Regions from separate parts of the Rattus norvegicus genome. Here region 2 is linked to region 1. Evidence: chromatin contacts called from public Hi-C data. All regions are on one chromosome and are shown on one strand. Each heading gives the region's core, a stretch centred on a gene start, on an enhancer-like site or on the middle of the called end of the contact. The rest is flanking DNA. Distances are from core to core; before and after follow the strand shown.

Region 1 (4,435 bases), core at 1,338-3,837:
TTCATCTGGGTTGTCTACCTGCTCTAGTCTCTCCACAAGCCAACAGCCTTCCAGACATCCATTCTCAAAGATGTGGTTCCTAGCCTATTATGACACATTTACAGCTATGTTCCACCTAGGGAACATCGTCAAAGTAGGGCTCAAAGGAGCAGGTAGGGCTAGACTGTGGCACCACATCCCACTACAGGGAGAGGCACAGCCCCTGGGCCTTCCCTTTGGCACATTATCCAATAAAACCTCAAGAGCGTGGTAATTACAGGCGCTTTCAAAAGTGAAACAGAAATAGATCGAAGGCCAAAATACTGGTTTGCTTGACACAAAGGGCTGGCTTTAACTAGGAAAACAAAACAAAACAAGACAGCTTTTTGGTCTGTCTTCTGAACTAAGAAAGCCAGACTGCTTTTTTAAAAATGATTATCGAATCTGATTTGGGGGAGATAAGATTCCAATCAAAAGCCCTTTTCTCTTTAGGGTATAAATCATTTGGTAAGACTGAGAACAGGTGGCTTTCTAAGTGAGTCCCTGACATCAGGATTAAAAATCAGCTCAGGACATCCCTGGATGTCCATCATCCCAAAGACCTCAGGACTCTGGAGACAAATCAAAGGACCCAAACTGAAGGTTTCTGCTCCAATGTCACAGCACCTGCTAGACTTTCCAGGTTCTTACAGAGCACAAGTAGGAGCACCAGGGAGCATGCAGGACTCTGGAACATATCCCATACAAAGGCAGGTGGCAGGCATCCCCACCAGTGCTCCATTTTGAGAGCCTTGCTTAAAGGCTGCTTTTAAATTGGGAAGGATCCTGAGAACAACAAGGTAGGGAAGGGAAGTAACCAAGGGATCTGACAGGTTCCCCAGGGAACTGACAGGTTCCCCCAATGCAACCCCATGCTGCCCCTCTAGCTGGCGCAGTGCAAATACTAAAGTGAGGTAGGCTGAACTGCCAAGATCAGTACGCATTTTCAGGGCAGTGCGGTTTTACCAGGTTTCAATACCAAATATATTCGTTTTTTAAAATCAAGGAGCAGAATAGGAAAGAGGGTGCCACCCGGACCTCAGTCTCCCGCATCAGGCTGACTGCATGGGAGCCAAGGCAGGCGGGGCTTGGGGGTGGGGTGTAGGGTGTCTAACAGGATTTAGAGTCCTGGCGAACACCCTCTTCTGGGTGGACTTGTTAGTGGTTAGAACAGAGGGTGGCTTCCTGAATGACCAGGCCGGGAGAAAAGCTCCAGGAACCCCAGACTATGAGTCTACAGAGACAGCCACTTTCTCACCGCAACTCTAATTCCAGATTGACATCCTCCAGGCACTTGTTGAACAAAAGGACACGCGAGTCTGTAGTCGCAGCCTTCCGGAACGCTGCCCGGGCTCAGGAGCCTTCCGGGCTAGCGCCCTGCGCTGCGGGCTCCCGCACACTCGAAGGCCGCGTCACGCAGCCAGTAAGGTGCGGAGAGGAGGTATCGCACCCAGCCGCCTAAACTTTCTCAATTTCCAAGCTTTCGCTGTGAAGTTAGATCCAGGAAGGAGGCACAAACCACCGTGCAGGAGGAAATGAGAGCGTCATCCACAAAAAAGGCAAAACAGATTTCTTTTTAATGAGATGAGAATCCAATGAATAGCACCTACTGTGTGCAAGACTCTGGGTCAAGAACTGCGTGTGGTGCGTTCTCTAGCGTCAAGACAGCCCCAGAGGGGCCACCCTCATTTGATACAGACGCAAATTGCGACCCAAGAAGGTGGCCTGTCTCAGGCTCAGGTCTCAGGGCAGGTCACAGCGAGGCCAGGACTGGGTTGGTCTTTCCCTCTGCTCTAGAGCTGATCATTGCCAAGGGGTCCCCATCCCTCTTCGAAGCTCATAATTATCACGTGGACCTGCCCCCCGTGGGGGGGGTGTAAACGCCCGCTGCCCACTAGGCAGGCACTTTGCTCATCGGGTCCTAGTCCTACCCTCAGGTTCCTGAGCTACGTAGTGCACGGAGCGACACCAACCGGGGGCTCAGCTTTCCGGGGCAGACCGCCCACGCCCACCCCGCCACCCCCACTCTGCGCACAGCGGCTCCTCCTCGACCCTCGCCAGCACTAGTCCCCACAGGCAAGTGTGCCCGACACACAATTCCACAAACGTAATCTAAAAAGTGCACATCCCATCGAGCCCAACGATCCCCACGAGGACACGCCATTCTAGAGCCACGCCACCGTCTGCGGTCAGCTGCAAGCCCACTACGCAGAGAAACAGGCACCGTCAGTAGCCGCGCGCACACACCCGCGCACTCACACAACCGGGTCCCAGCGAGCGGGTCACACACGCTCCCTCCACGCAGCCCCGCAGTCCCGCAGCCTCCCCTTCCCTACCGGCTCCGGAACTGGACGCGATCCGCTGGCTTCTCGAGCTCAAGTTCGGCGGTGGCTGAGGCTGGGGAGATAACCAATAGAACGGGCGTCAGTGCGCCCGCAACCGCCGCGCCGACTCTGCGACCTTCACCGCTTGGAGAGACAAAAGGATCCGCCGGCCCAGGAGAGAGCGAGGTGTAGGCGACCGCCGCTCTGCAGGTCCACCACCCGCAGCCGCCGCCAGCCCGGGAAGGAAGGGAAGAGAAGGCGGGACCGGAGGCGGAGGCCGGGGCGGGGCGCATCGCAGGGCGGGCACTCAAGTTTCCACGGCCCCGCCTCCTGCCTCGACCACGCCCCCGGTCTTAGCCCCGCCTCAGCTACAGCCTGGTCACTCCCCCGCCCTGTGCCACACCCACTGCTGGACCATCAGTGCGCCAATTCTGGTCCACTTATCACCCTGACCACTCGCAGTTTCTCAGCGCAGCAGAGGTCCTGCAGGGTGTTAAGGCCACTGGGACTCGGGAGGCAGGGCGGCAGGGTGGAAGGTGTGGGAGAGCGGGGGCGGGGTCGAGCACTGGTCCCACCTTCCTAACCCTTGACCTCTGGCCTGCGGGTAGGGAGAGGCTGAGAGGCGGTGCCCAAAGGGGATGGCCTTTCGCGGGCACCCACCCACCCCCGCTCCCCAGCTCCTCTCCCCCCCCCCCCCCCCGTACTTGGAAGGAAGTGCAGTTCTAATGTCCAGGGAAGTGGAAAAGAAGCTTGAGTCGCCCTAGGTACCCCAGGACCTTCTGGTATGCCTGCAAGGCTCTCCTCCCTCTCCACACCAGTCCCGTGTGTACCTATCACCCACTTTCCCCGCGCCTGGTTTAAGGAAAGAGGTTAGCCTGGAGGCGGGAAGACCTGTGTTCCAGCTGTAGTAACTTCTGCTAACTCATCCAGCCATCTTGCCAAGAAAACCCTTAGATTCCCTCATCCTCGGTTTTCCCACCTATAAACTGGACAGCGAGGAGGTCCAGGATCCTTCTTGGGGGTCTTTGCCTCCCTGACATTCAGTGTGGTTTCCGTTTCCTGGTGAGGAGGGGGGCTTGGTTGACATCTGGCCTTCTGGGTCCCAGTGGTGCTTCCTTCAGACTCCTGGTACACTCTGGCAGATCGCACCTGCCATGCCCACCCACTGCAAATATCCCAGAAGACAGGTAACCACAGAAACAGCTTATAAGAGGAGCTGGGCGAGCCTGTTGTGCAGAGATGAAACTGTCTCTCTGGCGTCTCTAGGGAAAAACTCAAATCCCTCCTTCAAATCCTCCTCCACAAAAAACATGTGAGTGAACTCCTACTATTCAGGAGGCTGCCAGGGGAACCAGTAGTAGAGCAGCTTGGAGGTGGAGGGCAACCCTGGGGCCTTCTCCATTCCTCCCTGCCTCTGGTGCAGAAAGGCAAAACTGAACCCAGAGGACTCAAGGGAATGTCGGCTGTGAGAGTTACAGGGCACCTATCTGATTTAGAGGGCTAGCCTTTGGGTCTCTCTGGCCACAAAGGCTTCCTTCTCAGTAAAGACCCTATCAAAGGTCAGTCTGCCCCTTTCTGTAGCACACCACTGCACAGGTATCTAGGGTTACAGGTAGGCAGCTCCCAGAAAGGGGATGGCTAAGGCAGAAGCCTTCAGACATCCTGCCAACTAAGGCAGGTTACTTTGTACTGTGGCCCCCTATCCATTCTCATTCAACCTGAAAGAGGGAGGCCTTACTCAGACACTGAGAAACCTGCTGCCTTCTATCTAGTGACCTCAGCAGAACCTCAGGTCTTTGGAGGCCACCACTGGTTCTCAGTATCCATTAAAAAACAAAACAAAACAAAACAAAAACCTAAGATAGCAGAAGTGGCACCTCAGGGAGGTCTTTTAGGAGCCCGGCCTGGAAGAAGTCTGAGTCATCTCTGCCCATACTCATGGTCCAGAATTAGTCAATTAGTCACACACACACACACACACACACACACACACAGCAAATATAATTTTTAAATTAAAAAAAAAGCTTACTTATTAGTACTTTAAGAAACCTGAGGGTAGCTGGCTGTACCCACCACCGTTCTTCATAGTGAGT
Region 2 (4,435 bases), core at 1,161-3,660, 88 kb before region 1:
CTCAGTGCCCCCAAACAGGGCAGGGTACACGTACTGTTTGATTACTGCAAGTTAGGGCTGCATGACATTTCAAAGGCTCAGTATGAGGCTCAGGAGACTTGTCCTACCCTCCTGAGGGCTCTCAAGCTCTGTGACCTCCAGGGTCAGGGATTCAGGAAAGAATGTGAGAGGTGAGGGTGGGTGGCTTAGTCTTCTAGAAAGCTCCATTCTGGCACAATAGTGACAGCAGAGTGGACACACAGGAATGTGTCACACTAGGGGCTGCCCACTAGCCAGATGCTGATTGATGTCCCTCCTTTTGGACAGCCACCCAGCTATGGGGTCCCAAGTAAGGCTTCCTGTTCCTTCCCAAGAGGTCATCATCATCAAAGATGCTCTGGGTGATGGCTGGGCTGCCACATTAAGCATCGCCAGACCTTTTGCAGCCTCTGCTTCTATATGGGACCAGTGGGGACATGTGGACAGTTAGTTCCCTGCAGTGGAGGAGGGAAGGCAGAAGGCAGTGTGTGAGTGAGAGCTGGGGCCAGAGCTAGGGAGAACACACTGCTCTGAAGCACACAGCAGCGGCCCAGTGAAGACATGATAGTATCGCCATGGGGACAGAGGACTGGCCAGGATAACCAACCCAATCACAGTAGAACTGGCAATAGGGATAGCTGGAAAGACATGAAAGGCAGGGCATGTCCAGCCCCTAACTTTCCTTACCAAATGTCCAGTTTTACAGAAGAAACCTTGGAGAACTAGCCAGTCAAAAACCTCAGGACACAATCGATGCTTCACTGCCCAGAGGAAGCTCAAGGCAACAGCCAGAGGAACAGACACCGATATCACACGAACACAGTCTCATTCCTGTGGCCTGGGCACACACTCTGTTTTTGAGACAGGGTCTCATATATCCCAGGCTGGACACTGAACTCATTATATAAAGGGCGATGACCTTGAACTCCCGATCCTCCTGCCTCTACTTCCCGAGGACTGGGATTAGAGCCGTGCACCACCATCTGCATCTGTGCAGTACTTAGTGACAGACTTTAGAGTTTTGTGGATCTTAGGCAAGCATTCTACCAACAGTGGTAGCCAGCTCCCGCCTATCCTCCCCCCCCCCCTCTTTCCCCCGTTTTCTTGTGACAGAGTCTTTATTTTATTTTATTTTATTTTATTTTTTGAAACAAGGTTTCTCTGTAGAGCCTTGGCTGTCCCGGAACTTGTTCTGTAGATCAGGCTGGCCTGGAACTCACAGAGATCCTCCTGCCTTCTGAGTACTGGGATTAAAGGTGTGTGCTAACACTGTCTGGCTGTGATAACCTTCTTATACAGCCCAGCAGCCTTGAAATCAAGACACTCCTCGGTCTGTTGAAATTACTGGAATACAGCATGCCTTATGTGCTCTTTTGAAGGGTATATAAGACATTACTGTAAGCAGGAGAGGGGCAGAGACCTCCATATTGGTCCCCCAGCCCCTCCACAGATGGATGTCTTGTGCAATCAGTCCTGGTGGGATGGAGCCAGCGTGGGCTTCTCTGCCTTGATGTCCAGCACCCAGGCTCAAGTTGGCACGTTGGCCTCAGGCTTGATGCAACAGGTTCTCTGGGGGCCCTGGGCTGGCTCTGGAATGACTCACACATAGGCTCCTGACTGGGCAGGATGACAGTTCATATCAACTAGGCTCTGAGGCTGCAGGCCAAAGGAGCCAGTAACGGTCATTCCCCAGTAGACAAGGGAATGGCACGGGCCCTCTAGCACTGGCTCTGCATGGTCAATGACTTGACTCGGGCTGTCCTGGCCAGTGGCCAGCACCCAACACTCCTGGGAGAGCCTACTCCAGGGTCCTGAGCCAGGCCTAGCATCAAGCAGGGTAGAATATTTCTCATTGCTCCTGACTGAGTCTCTGTGTGTCCCTCTCTCAACGGAACTGCAGTTGTGTCAGGCCGCAATGGAACAGGCAGATTTGGTGGTCCCCGGATCAATCCCTGCCTACAGCCTTCCTTTCTAGTTATGTTCTTGGCTACCTCAACTTCTCTGAGTCCTGTCTCCCGCGCTGTAAACAGAGAGTGAATGTCCCTGTGTGTTGAGTTTACAGCATAACTATTTCTATGAAAGGGAGGGAAGAGGAAGCTATGAGGGGACACCGGGGAAATGCTTAGTGGTAAAACTGGGGGACTTTTACTGTGAAAGACCACAAGCTTGACCAGTGAGCTCCATCAGAGTACTGCACCCGATGAGGCAAGGCAGCAAGGCGGCAAGCCACAGACCTGAAAAGCTTCTCTTGCAGGTCACGCCTAGTGCAGTGGCATTAAAAACCCTGTCCTGTGCTGGCACAGAGCCTGGGGTCACAGTGATCTGGACACATCCCTGGGGTGGGGCCAGTGACGTTCGTTCAACTCCTGAACTTCAAAGAGGAAATGAGGGGAGGGAAGGAAGGATGTAGTCAGGCAAACATCAGGGCAGGGACTGTAGAGGCTCATGTTGCTGAGGGGCAGATCTAGTACAGGGGCCCGAGCACCAAGGGCCTGCTTGACAAGGGGTGGGGCTGCAGAAGGAGGGAGGCCCCTTCTCTCACTGCAGCCCGTATGCCGGGAAGTCCAGACCTACTGATGTCCTTGGGAATAGGAGTGTGAGGGATAGGGACCCTCAGGCAGTGACTCACACTTCACGCCATACACGTTGCATAGCTTACACACACACACACACACACACACACACACACACACACACATACACACACTCGAACTCGCTATTCTTACACACAAGAATATGAGTCATTTGCTCATTCATTCATCCAGCCACTCCTCTTTCAACCTCTGTTCACACCTCTACCAAACGTGCATGGATTTGGCCTAGATGTGCTGGGCGAGTGACCCTAACCTCAGATGCTGACTGAGGGGACAGGGAAGAGGAATCCTCAGAGGGAGCCTCAGTGTGCTCAGAGGCGAGTCGCTAGGCAACAGAGAGAGCATGGGCACGTGTTACCTGAGGTCCATCTACCTGGGGGCAGGGGTGGCAGTTCACGGGGTCAGACTCAGGGGCCCCTCACAGCTGCTAGGTTTCAAGAGCTCCTAGGCTCAGGTTTTAGGGGAGACCACCATCAGCAGGTCTGTGTCTGCTACCCGGCTCTGGGTCTGTTACCCCTCCAGGCACACTGAGGGGGATGATGAATGGCTCACAATCCACGATACTGCTCAGCAGTAACAGAACAGTGTCGACTGGACTAGAACAACTCGCAAGGGTCTGGGATGGCGAGGAACAGTATGAGAGGAATGGATAACGGATGAATGTAGGGTGTGGCGAGGAGGGAAGGCTAGGGAAAGAAAGAAGGAATAAATACCATCAGACCCAAGGAATTCAGATTCATCGCAAAGGGTGGTTCAATTTGGGTGAAAGCCAGAGTAAAAGCCTGAAGCAACAGAGGTAGCCCATGATCTATACTCATTTGTAATGGCGGGTTGAAACACTTGCACAAGCCCAGGTATCCTGATCATTGCCAGCCTTGGAATGGCCTGGGAGGGCACTTCCTGACACACACACACTTTCTCCAGTGGCTTTTGATCAGTGCAAACCTGAGCAGACAGACCCCAGCTCTAAAATGTGACTCCTCCACACGACAGTCTTCTAGGGTACATCAAAAGGCTCTTTTCCTTCCTAGACATGAATGTCCTGTCTGGCAGGTTCACGGCTCCCAGTCGACAGCAGAAAGCTCCATTTCTCCCCGGTTCCTGACTGAATGATGTCTAGATTCCCACCTCATGGCTCCCCAGTGAACTGGAGGAATAGAATTCATGTGCCCCCAGTGAATGAGCTTCTGCCACATTCTACTGGTACGCTTTGGGCAGAAGCCAATCAAGAGAAACGTCACCTTAAATGTTAGGTGAGCTGGCTATGTGTTGACAGAGGGCTCTGTCCTCAGGGTAAGGGACCCCTGTGATAGGTGGTCCCCAATGAAGCTTGTGGATCTGGGGACTGCAAGCACAGCTTCTCTACTCACGCCACAAATTAGTTTTTTTTTTGTTTTTTGTTTTAAGCTCAGAAGAAAACCTCCAGGGAATCTCTCACCAACTATTTGACTCATGGCTAATGTCTTTGGGAAGAAATAAAAACAGTAAGTCATGCTTATTAAACCGTCATCACTCCCTCCCATCCTTGCAGAGAAGGCTAAGCAGGGGAATGGGATATGCCTACGGCCCCTCAGTGGCCCCAGCAGCTAGTCTTGAGCCCTGGCAGGAGCTTGTTTATAAGGAATGGTGTGGGCAGCTCGGAAAGGCCACCCGTGGCCAGTTTGAATCTTGCTATCACAAGGCCGGAAGCCACAGGTCTGTACGGAGCCTCTGAGTCATTCAGAAACTTGACTATGAACCTCCAGCAACGGGCATTAACTGCATACCTACTATGTGAAGCCCCAGCGACAGGCATTAACTGCATACCTACTATGTGAAGCCCC

Evidence for each region. A called contact is a pair of places that touch in the nucleus more often than the background predicts.
Region 2: a contact with region 1 is called in a Hi-C map of liver, with 4 times the contacts expected there. The contact joins the enhancer-like site here to the promoter of Hpcal1 in region 1. A contact is called at or near these places in 9 of 12 Hi-C or Micro-C datasets (the A7r5 cell line, frontal cortex, kidney and 4 more) and 1 of 1 datasets of contacts at active chromatin or transcription factors (oligodendrocytes).

The regions. Positions count from the first base shown.
Region 1 is chr6:46,205,046-46,209,480 of GRCr8, reverse strand. Hpcal1 (hippocalcin-like 1) reads right to left here and starts at 2,587. Exons shown (of 5, transcript NM_017356.3): 1 at 2,355-2,587.
Region 2 is chr6:46,292,471-46,296,905 of GRCr8, reverse strand. The region is part of intron 2 of Hpcal1 (hippocalcin-like 1); the gene reads right to left. Among named protein-coding and RNA genes, the nearest start is that of Hpcal1, 88 kb to the right of the region's middle. Within about 2 kb of position 2,410, at least 21 of the 93 cell types and tissues checked have an H3K27ac peak or open chromatin away from gene starts, as enhancers often do. A contact at or near this core is called in the A7r5 cell line and liver, where this site is marked.